Regions from separate parts of the Mus musculus genome. Here all the other regions are linked to region 3. A link is a contact called in public Hi-C and promoter capture Hi-C data. All regions are on one chromosome and are shown on one strand. Each heading gives the region's core, a stretch centred on a gene start, on an enhancer-like site or on the middle of the called end of the contact. The rest is flanking DNA. Distances are from core to core; before and after follow the strand shown. Region 1 holds the start of Akap3 (A kinase (PRKA) anchor protein 3). Region 2 holds the start of Fgf6 (fibroblast growth factor 6). Region 3 holds the start of Dyrk4 (dual-specificity tyrosine-(Y)-phosphorylation regulated kinase 4).

Region 1 (2,700 bases), core at 150-2,649, 69 kb after region 3:
GTTGGGTATGGTGGCTCACATCTGTATCTCCACTGCTGGGGTTTACCTAGGCAAACTGGTCAGTAGAGACTCTGACTCGAGTGGAGAGCAACTGATGCAAATACCTGTTATCAACCTCTGACCTCTCCATGCATGTTCTCTCATGCACATGTGTGTACATACAGACATACATCATACAGATGCCTATGAGCCAGCTGGATGTCATGGGTCATGTTTATAATCTCACCACTTGGGAGGCCGAGGCAGAATGACGGCAGCAAGTTTGAGATCAGCTTGAACTGCACCGTGAGTTCTAAAAAAGCCTGGGATACAGTTAGGAGGGACAAACAAGATCACAAGATGCCAGTGTGAAAAGGTGGGAGGAGGATGTCAAAGTGATTGTTACCTCAAACCGGAGAGGAGTGCAAGCCATGAATGCTGGTGGAGAGCTGAGCGAGGAAGGGATGGTTAGGCCTGTTCTACTCCAGGCCACAAGACCACCTGAAGAAATCTCCCCACCCCCACCCCATTTCCTAATTTCTCAAGATGCCTTAACTCATGAAAAAGCTAAATTTTAGGCAGTGTAAACCAGGCTCAGAGGGGGTTCCTACATATCCTTCATACATTTTGAAGTTTATTCAACCAAATTTTAGTATTCATTTTAATATGGACGAATTACTAGTTGTCTCTATCCCCTCCTACCACTCTGTCTCTTCTCTCTGTGTCTGAAGCCCTGTAGAAACCCAACAAGTCTTGTTGCTACTTGATAGTTGAATTCCGCACAGCTACAGATAGCTTACCTGTTCCCCGTGCTCTGCTGCCTAAAATCTGCTTCTGTTTAAAGAGCTCTGAGGCTTCAAGTGGGTGAGAATCAGACTCATCTACCAGCATGAATTTACTCAGAGTTCTGGAGAGAAAAGAGCATGTGGAATTAGCCAGACAATACAGCTGGAAAATCCAACAGGCAGGCTGTATTCTACTCTGAACATCACACTTGGAAGGAGTGAATCCTTCAGGCCCACAATAGATTAGTCTGGGATAGCAGGTCAGACCTGTAAGTAACTTTGAACTTGATGTGAAAGGTCAGTGGATGGAATGCTGCTGAGGGAATCCATGTAGTCCCACAGGATTCAAAGCGGAAACTAAAACTGGCTGGGCAGAAGCAGGAAGCCGAGATTGAAATAAAAAAAGCTGTCCATCACTTCTCCTTTCTAACCACAGGGGATCAGAAAATGGGCTGTTTTCCCAGCCCAATGGGCTTTCCTACCTCTGAAGCTCTGTTATAGGGAACCACAGAAGACTCCAGAATATACTTTTAAAGTCAATGAAGATGCTGGGATGTTCTTACTCAGCTGAAGATCTTGTTTCCCTCCCCAGCCTTCCATGCACCTCCTCCTTGTTGGCACTAGGGAGTGACATCAGAATTGCAGCTAGTGACATCACTGTTTCTATAGCAACCATGTGAGGCTGCCTAAGATTGAGTGCTCAAAAAAAGGGGGGGGGAGGAGGAAGGGTGGAAATAAATATACTCTATGGCTCTGACATCCAGTTAGAAGAACTGGCCTTGTTTTCTCCTATTACTTCTGAGTGTTAGAGTGAAATGGGGGAGTATGGGAGGGGAAGCCTTTCCCAATGGATTTCATTTAAAACAGCAGAGTATTATCAACATATCCACTTATCTGACCTGGCTTTCTCCTATTGATTCACTTCCTTTAGTATTTGAGGTGGGTGAATATGGGAGAGAAAATCAAGCCAATGGATTCCATTAAAACAGCAGAGTATTGTCAACAAATTCAGATGGCAGCACAGGAGAGGATCCTGATTCACACTGGCTAGTCCTGAAATTGATGACCTGAACTAACTGTGGGGCTGCATCTCTCTCGTTGTTGCTGCTGGCTTTGTCACTGGCACAAGCCACCATGCCTGGCCCAAAAACAGTCTAACCAAGGAACAAAGTTCCAACAAAGGTGAAAAACAACACACCACACCCACTCCAAACCAAAAAACCCCAAACCAAACACAAAATCAAAACCAACAAAAACCCGAACAGATTCAAAAGCAACTGGATATTGGTATCCTTCAATAAAGCCATTTGCCAACTACCAACTTTTATTATGGATCGTTCTCATCTTAGAAAAAAAAGTAGGCTTGTTGGCTTCTGCCAGAGCCTTTGCAGCTCAGACACACTGCATCTGTGTACTTCCCTGATGTTTGAAGAGGCAGGCACACTGGCTGGCTGACAGCTTTTTGCAGGTGACCAAGGTTCTTTATATCATTTAGTCACCTGAGCCTATTAATAATCATTTGAGGCAAGCAGCAGGCATCTGTTTCCCAGTTAGGTGTTGAACTGGATAAAATACTCCAGGTATTAAAATCAGTGCTCTTTCAACTATGACACCTTGAGACCAAAAGTGCTTGACCCAGAGTTGGTAAGTGATATACTTACTTCCTAGGTTATGAGGCATGTGCAAAATGGGAATGGGATATGTCAATTTATCAGAACTTGGAGAGTACCATAATATTTATATCAATCTCAGAATCAGGGGCTAGCAAATTCTGAGCTCTAGTCAAGAAAGAAGGAGGCCAAGAAATGCAAGGCAATTGGGCATTACTGAGCTTCAGAGTAAAAGGGCTTCTTTTCTAGTTCAATTGGATAAATGGCAATTCTCATCAATACTGGGTCAGCTGGGCCCAGAGGTGAAGACCTGAAATCACAGTGTC
Region 2 (2,700 bases), core at 175-2,674, 94 kb before region 3:
ATGCTCACGTCAACCCGAGTACTTCAGAGGCATCCCGCTGTCCCCCTTCTCCAGAGGCTCCACCTCTCCATCACATCTGTCCTTGATCTAGACAGTCCTATAGCATCCCTACACGACACTAGCTGCATCCGGTCACATCCTGGTAGCACATTCAGTTCCTTGTGGAAAAGTTTTTACACTGGAGTTGGAGATTGCAACGGACACTCAAGCATCTATTTAAGATTAGCTTTGCATCTGGGCTTTCCGTAGATCTGTCACCTGAGGTTCTCGACTTGAAGGATTGGAGTGGGGGTTGGAGATATAGCTCAGTGGTACAGTACTTGCATGACATGTCCTGGGTCCCTGGGTTTAATTCTCAACAACACACACACACACACACACAAGCATACACATACACACACATACACACACACCACACACACTCACTCACTCACTCACTCACTCACTCACTCACTCAATCAATCAATCAATTTTGATTATTTAAAGTCTGTTCTACATCCTTCAACTCAGTCCCCAAACACTGCAGCTACACTGAGCCAGATGGCTTGTCTGGGACCCTACAGCCCTTACCCTGCCTTGGCCAGAATACTGTCAATGCAGGCACCTGAAGCATGGCACCAAGGAGATGCTTCAGACGGGCATTTTTCAGACTACTTGCCCTTCCCTTTCAAAAATGACAGCTGAATAGAAACTCATGGTTTTAACCAAGATAGAGTATCATAACTTATCTCCCCTACCAGAGTAGTTATAATTCTTCAGGAAGACCAGATCTGGACCACTAATACTGGAGTAATTAGGATCATTGATGGAGTTACCTGGGATGATGGTTAAGGACACCAAGATGCAAGTAAAGGTCTTACTGAGCCTGCACCTCTTTCTGGGCAGGGCAGGGTGAGATCAAACCATTTAAACGTTACCCAGCACATCTTCCCTTTAGAGTGCAGCCCCACCCACCAGCATAATTTCCCTTCATCTTTTGACTCTGCTTGTGCCCAAGCCAGCAAGCACCCCAACTATCTTCTAGTGACACTCACTGTAGGGGTTCTCCTCGTGTGTTCCACTGATGCGGCCGTCAGGAGGCACCTGGAGGTGGAAGCCAATGCCCACGTTGCAGTAGAGTCTCCGCTGTCGCTTAATGCCCACCAAATAGCCGCTTTCCCAATTCACACCCGAAATCTCTCCAGCTAGCCCAGCTCGAGACCTGGACAAGAGGGTGCCCCAGCCTCTGGAGTCCAGTAGCGTGCCGTTGGCGCGGGCGCCGGCAGGTGAGGGCACCACCATGCCCACTAGGACGCCTAAGAAGACGAGAGCCTGCAGCGTGCCCTGAACACGTCCTGCTCCCCGGGACATAGTGATGAACAGCCTCTGTCCCAGGGCCATCCACCTTGCCTCTCAGGCACGTGGTCAGAATTAATGGCCCTAAAAATACCGCCCTTCTTGTTTTTCTCCCCTCGGCATGGCGGCAGGGGCTTATTTTTGGAAGGCAGATGAAGGCTGCTGACATGAAACCAAAGCCTGCTTCAGGCACTCGGATTGAGAGCAGAAGGACCCAGGCTGAGCTGTGGCCGGTATAGACCATGGCGTGGGGACGTTCTCTAGCCGGCATGCAGGGCTCTGTCCCAAGGTGATTCTCTTTGATTTGACCTATAGTTCAGTAACCCGGCCCTCCCCTTCACCCATCACCACCCTGACGTCAGCCGGCCCAGCTCACTTACCCAGGGCTGTAACATTAACCTGCTCCTGGGCCTGGCTGCTTCCCCAGACCCTCACCACCCTCTCCAGTCCCCAGGGATTCTGAGAGCCACTGTCATTCCAGCTAGAGGCAGGAATGAAGTTAGCAGAGAGCATCTCTGCGGGAGGGTGGAGCTGGCTGGGGGCCCAGGGAAGAGGGAGGCAGAGGCCACCCAGGACCCAAATTGGGCAGTAGCCCTTGGCCCCACTGCACTGGCTTCCTTAGAGGGCAAAGGGTAAAGAAAGATGGGGAGGGCGTGATGGCAGGTGATGGATGGTGGCCTACAAGTGGCTCTCAAGACCTATTCATGGAAAGAGCTCATGGCAGAGAAGGGCCCATCTACCAGAACAGGGCATATTCTGTATTGGGCATATAGGAGAGGGTTTGTCCGGAGAAACGAGGGCTGTGGAGACAAGGAGGGATGGGTCACCTTCTCCTGCTCACCCTTTCTGGCCATGGTCTTCAGTGACAGTGGTATCAGGCTATCCCCCTGCTTCAGTTCACCATTGGCCTCTAATAGCATTCCCACTTAACAGTTGCAAAAGTCAAGTCACAAAGAAGTTACGTGGCTTGTCTGAATTACTGTGGGCAGGCAGTAAGTAGAAGGGTCAGAACCTGCAGATTCTGCACAGGTCCAGAGGCTGTTCAGGACATTGCTTATAAATAAATTTTCAAGGACCACCACGCATCTTCCTTATTATTCCTTCCTTATTATAAACCATTGAGCAATCGTTTCACCAAGACAAAACGTTCAAATTCATTGTGTGGTTGAAGATGCTGACCTTGATCTTCAGAACTTGTACAGCAGGAATGAGCGAACAAGCCTGGTTGTATGTGGTGCCGGGGATTGAACATGGGATGTCCCGCATGTAAACAGGCAGGCTATCAACTGAGCTGCAATACCGGCTGTAAAATGACCTCTCTGTTTAAGAAGCACGTGTCAAATGTCTCAGTGAATCTCTGTGTTT
Region 3 (2,700 bases), core at 164-2,663:
TTCAGTTAGCAATCTGCGTGATTTTGGTTCTGATTTTTGAGACAGGGCTTCCTATGTAGCCCAGGCTGTCCTTGAACCTACCATCCTTCCTTCTGCCACGGCCTCCCTAGTGGTGGTGGGTGCTGTGACACCCACCTAGTTACCTGGTTTTGAGTTAATTTGTATGCTTTGAGCAATAACCATTGTTATAAATATATAATACTCACTGGAGGGACTTGGGTTTTATTATGATTCGCATTATTTCTTTGTAGTCATAAGGTCCCTCAGAAGCTGGAGAGAGATGGCTCAGTGCTTAAAGGCGCTTGCGGCTCTTGCACAGAACGCAGGTTTGTTTTCCAGCACCCATATCAGGTGGCTTAAAACTGCCTGAATCTCCACTTCAGCAGATCTAACACCCTCTTCTAGACTCCACGGGCACCTGCACTCCAGTGGTGCATGTACATATGTAATACATACTCAGACACACTAAATAAAAACTTCAAAGTGTGTTAAAACCGGCCTAGCTACAAGGGTTAATAACCATCAGTTGCTGGCCGCGGTCGCACCTCTTCCTCGCTTGGTCTTACCTACCCCAATCATCATACCCAAAGAGCAGATTACTCCTTGACTCACTGTAGCTCTCTCATGTTACACTCGCCACCGTATCATGCCTGTGCTTTGGTCTATCTGTGTTCTGATGGACTGGTCCTCGCTGCTACTCCTCACCCCGTTGTGTATCCATTCAAGACGTTACTGACACTGCATTCCCAAAATAAAAGCATGAACAGGCTATGGTGACACACACCTTTAATCCTAGTAGAGGACGATGCTTCCCTACCAGCTCAAGGCCAGCTTGGTCTACACAGTTCCAGGCCAACCAGGGCTATGTAGTGAAACTTGTCTCAAACATTAAGTCAGAATGAACAGCTTCCTGGGGAACCACATAAACACCGCAGTCTGCCCGTCACAGCTGCCTCGGGTACTCAGCTAAATGTCTAAGGACTTGAACGCTAAACTCAACTCTGCTTCTTTTCAGTGAGTCCCTTCCTGGTATCAGAGCCCATCAGGACATGCCACTGTCACAGTTCCATGTGGTTCTTTCTGAAACTTAGTACAGTCGAAGTGTACATCTTATAAGAAAATTCTATCCAGGGCTTTTATCTACTTCCACATACTGTTTTTGAAAGATCTTAGAAATTTTCCAGTCTGGCCTGTCCAGCCAACTTTAATCTCAGGGTCCTGGGATTTCACTCATACCTTGGGTGATCCATGAATTGGAGAGAGAAAACGAGGTTGGGGAGAGATGTATTCTTTTGGCCTATGCGAAAGATGGTTTGGGCCTTAAGTGGGGTAAGCCTATTCAGCTCAGAGTCACAAAAAGGGCCTGAGCGGTTTCTACAGCAACGCTAGGAGGGTGTGGCCCCTCTGCGCCTGGTTGAGGGTTCCTCCTAAACCTCTGCAGGGATCCCTGTCTGTGACAGCCGGATGCAGCTCCTCCGACTTCCTGCCCTCACCCGGACAGAGTAAGCGCCTAAGAGAAGAGGCTTGCGATGGGCGCAAACCCTGAGCCAACTAGGGCTGGGTCCTCAAGGGGCAAGTGGAAAGGGAGAAGGGAAGTAAGAGCGAGGGCTGGGCCGGGTGCGCGAAGGAGAAGAGGTTTAGCTCTTGCCAGCTGCGGCTCGCCTGCATCCTGACTCCTACTAAAGGAACACTGTGTTAGGGACTCCCGCTGAGTGCCAGAATGGGGGCGGGGAATGGTCCTGACTCTAGCAACTTGGGGCATGGAGCAGATTCTTTTTCACACCGTCTCTGCACGTGGTATCGTTGTCTCTTTCACACACAGCACAAAGACACAGACATACACACAGACACACACCCCAGTCCTTTGACACAGAGTGTACCAAGGACCGTATGGATCACAAGCCCAGATCAACTTCCCTCACTTGTTTGCACTGCAGGAAAAACCCCAGTACTTAGCAACATAGTTTACTTAAGGTGGTGGCTCCACACCCTCTGAGCGTTCACTGTCTGAAATATCCAGGCCTGCTGGGACTTAGGAAACATTGTTCTTTCAGACATGATTTTAAAAAACACCAGCTTCCCCAGTCTTAACTCACACTTTGGATAAAGATTGAAAACTGGGAAACATCTCATGAGAATGTCCTTTGTTTTTTGCCTGAGGGATGAGATGGGGATGGTCGAATTCTAAGGAATCTTCGAACATGGCCTACTCCTGTAATCTCTGAGTCAAGAGACCTTTAAGTTTGAGGCCAGCCTGGTCAACATTGCAACACAGCAAATGTCCGGCCAGCTTGGGCTACAGAGTGAGATTCTGGGCCATGCCTTACTGATTCTGGGATTTAAACTTTCAATACCCAGGAGAAGATGGGAACCTGAAGTCACGTCTGGCAATATGGCAACCACTTCTCTGACTTTGCCCTCACCAACTCCAAATTGTTTACACCTGAGCTAAAATGCCTACTTCTCAAATGTGCAAGATCCCGAGGCAGTGAATTATGATTTTAGCTGACCCTAGCACTCATCTAAAAAGAAGAAAAGGCTAGTATAGGCTATATTCATCAAGCCACCAGGATCAGCAGGGATGTAATAAATACACTACCTAGGGATGGTAAGAACACTATATTCCTGGAAACAGTAGCCACTTTAGGAGAGATTCCATAAAATAAGGACAATGTGGGATGGATGCTCTATCATGGAAGG

What was found. Hi-C and Micro-C count contacts between places; a contact is called where the count stands out from the background. Capture Hi-C pulls out chosen DNA fragments and counts their contacts.
Region 1: a contact with region 3 is called in a Hi-C map of peritoneal macrophages, with 2.4 times the contacts expected there. The contact joins the promoter of Akap3 here to the promoter of Dyrk4 in region 3. A contact is called at or near these places in 7 of 39 promoter capture datasets (the C10 cell line, the HPC-7 cell line, embryonic stem cells and 1 more), 15 of 484 Hi-C or Micro-C datasets (the G1E-ER4 cell line, the STO cell line, Th17 cells and 7 more), 8 of 115 datasets of contacts at active chromatin or transcription factors (bone marrow-derived macrophages, embryonic stem cells, pancreatic cancer cells and 1 more) and 4 of 9 other capture datasets (adipose tissue, embryonic stem cells, liver and 1 more).
Region 2: a promoter capture Hi-C map of adipose tissue shows a contact between it and region 3. The contact joins the promoter of Fgf6 here to the promoter of Dyrk4 in region 3. A contact is called at or near these places in 3 of 115 datasets of contacts at active chromatin or transcription factors (all in embryonic stem cells) and 1 of 9 other capture datasets (adipose tissue).

The regions. Positions count from the first base shown.
Region 1 is chr6:126,851,797-126,854,496 of GRCm38.p6, reverse strand. Akap3 (A kinase (PRKA) anchor protein 3) reads right to left here and starts at 1,399. Exons shown (of 6, transcript NM_009650.2): 1 at 1,247-1,399.
Region 2 is chr6:127,014,266-127,016,965 of GRCm38.p6, reverse strand. It overlaps Fgf6 (fibroblast growth factor 6), which reads right to left and starts at 1,424. Exons shown (of 3, transcript NM_010204.1): 1 at 1,035-1,424. The coding sequence starts at 1,380.
Region 3 is chr6:126,920,552-126,923,251 of GRCm38.p6, reverse strand. Dyrk4 (dual-specificity tyrosine-(Y)-phosphorylation regulated kinase 4) reads left to right here and starts at 1,413. Exons shown (of 15, transcript NM_207210.2): 1 at 1,413-1,502. The coding sequence starts at 1,465.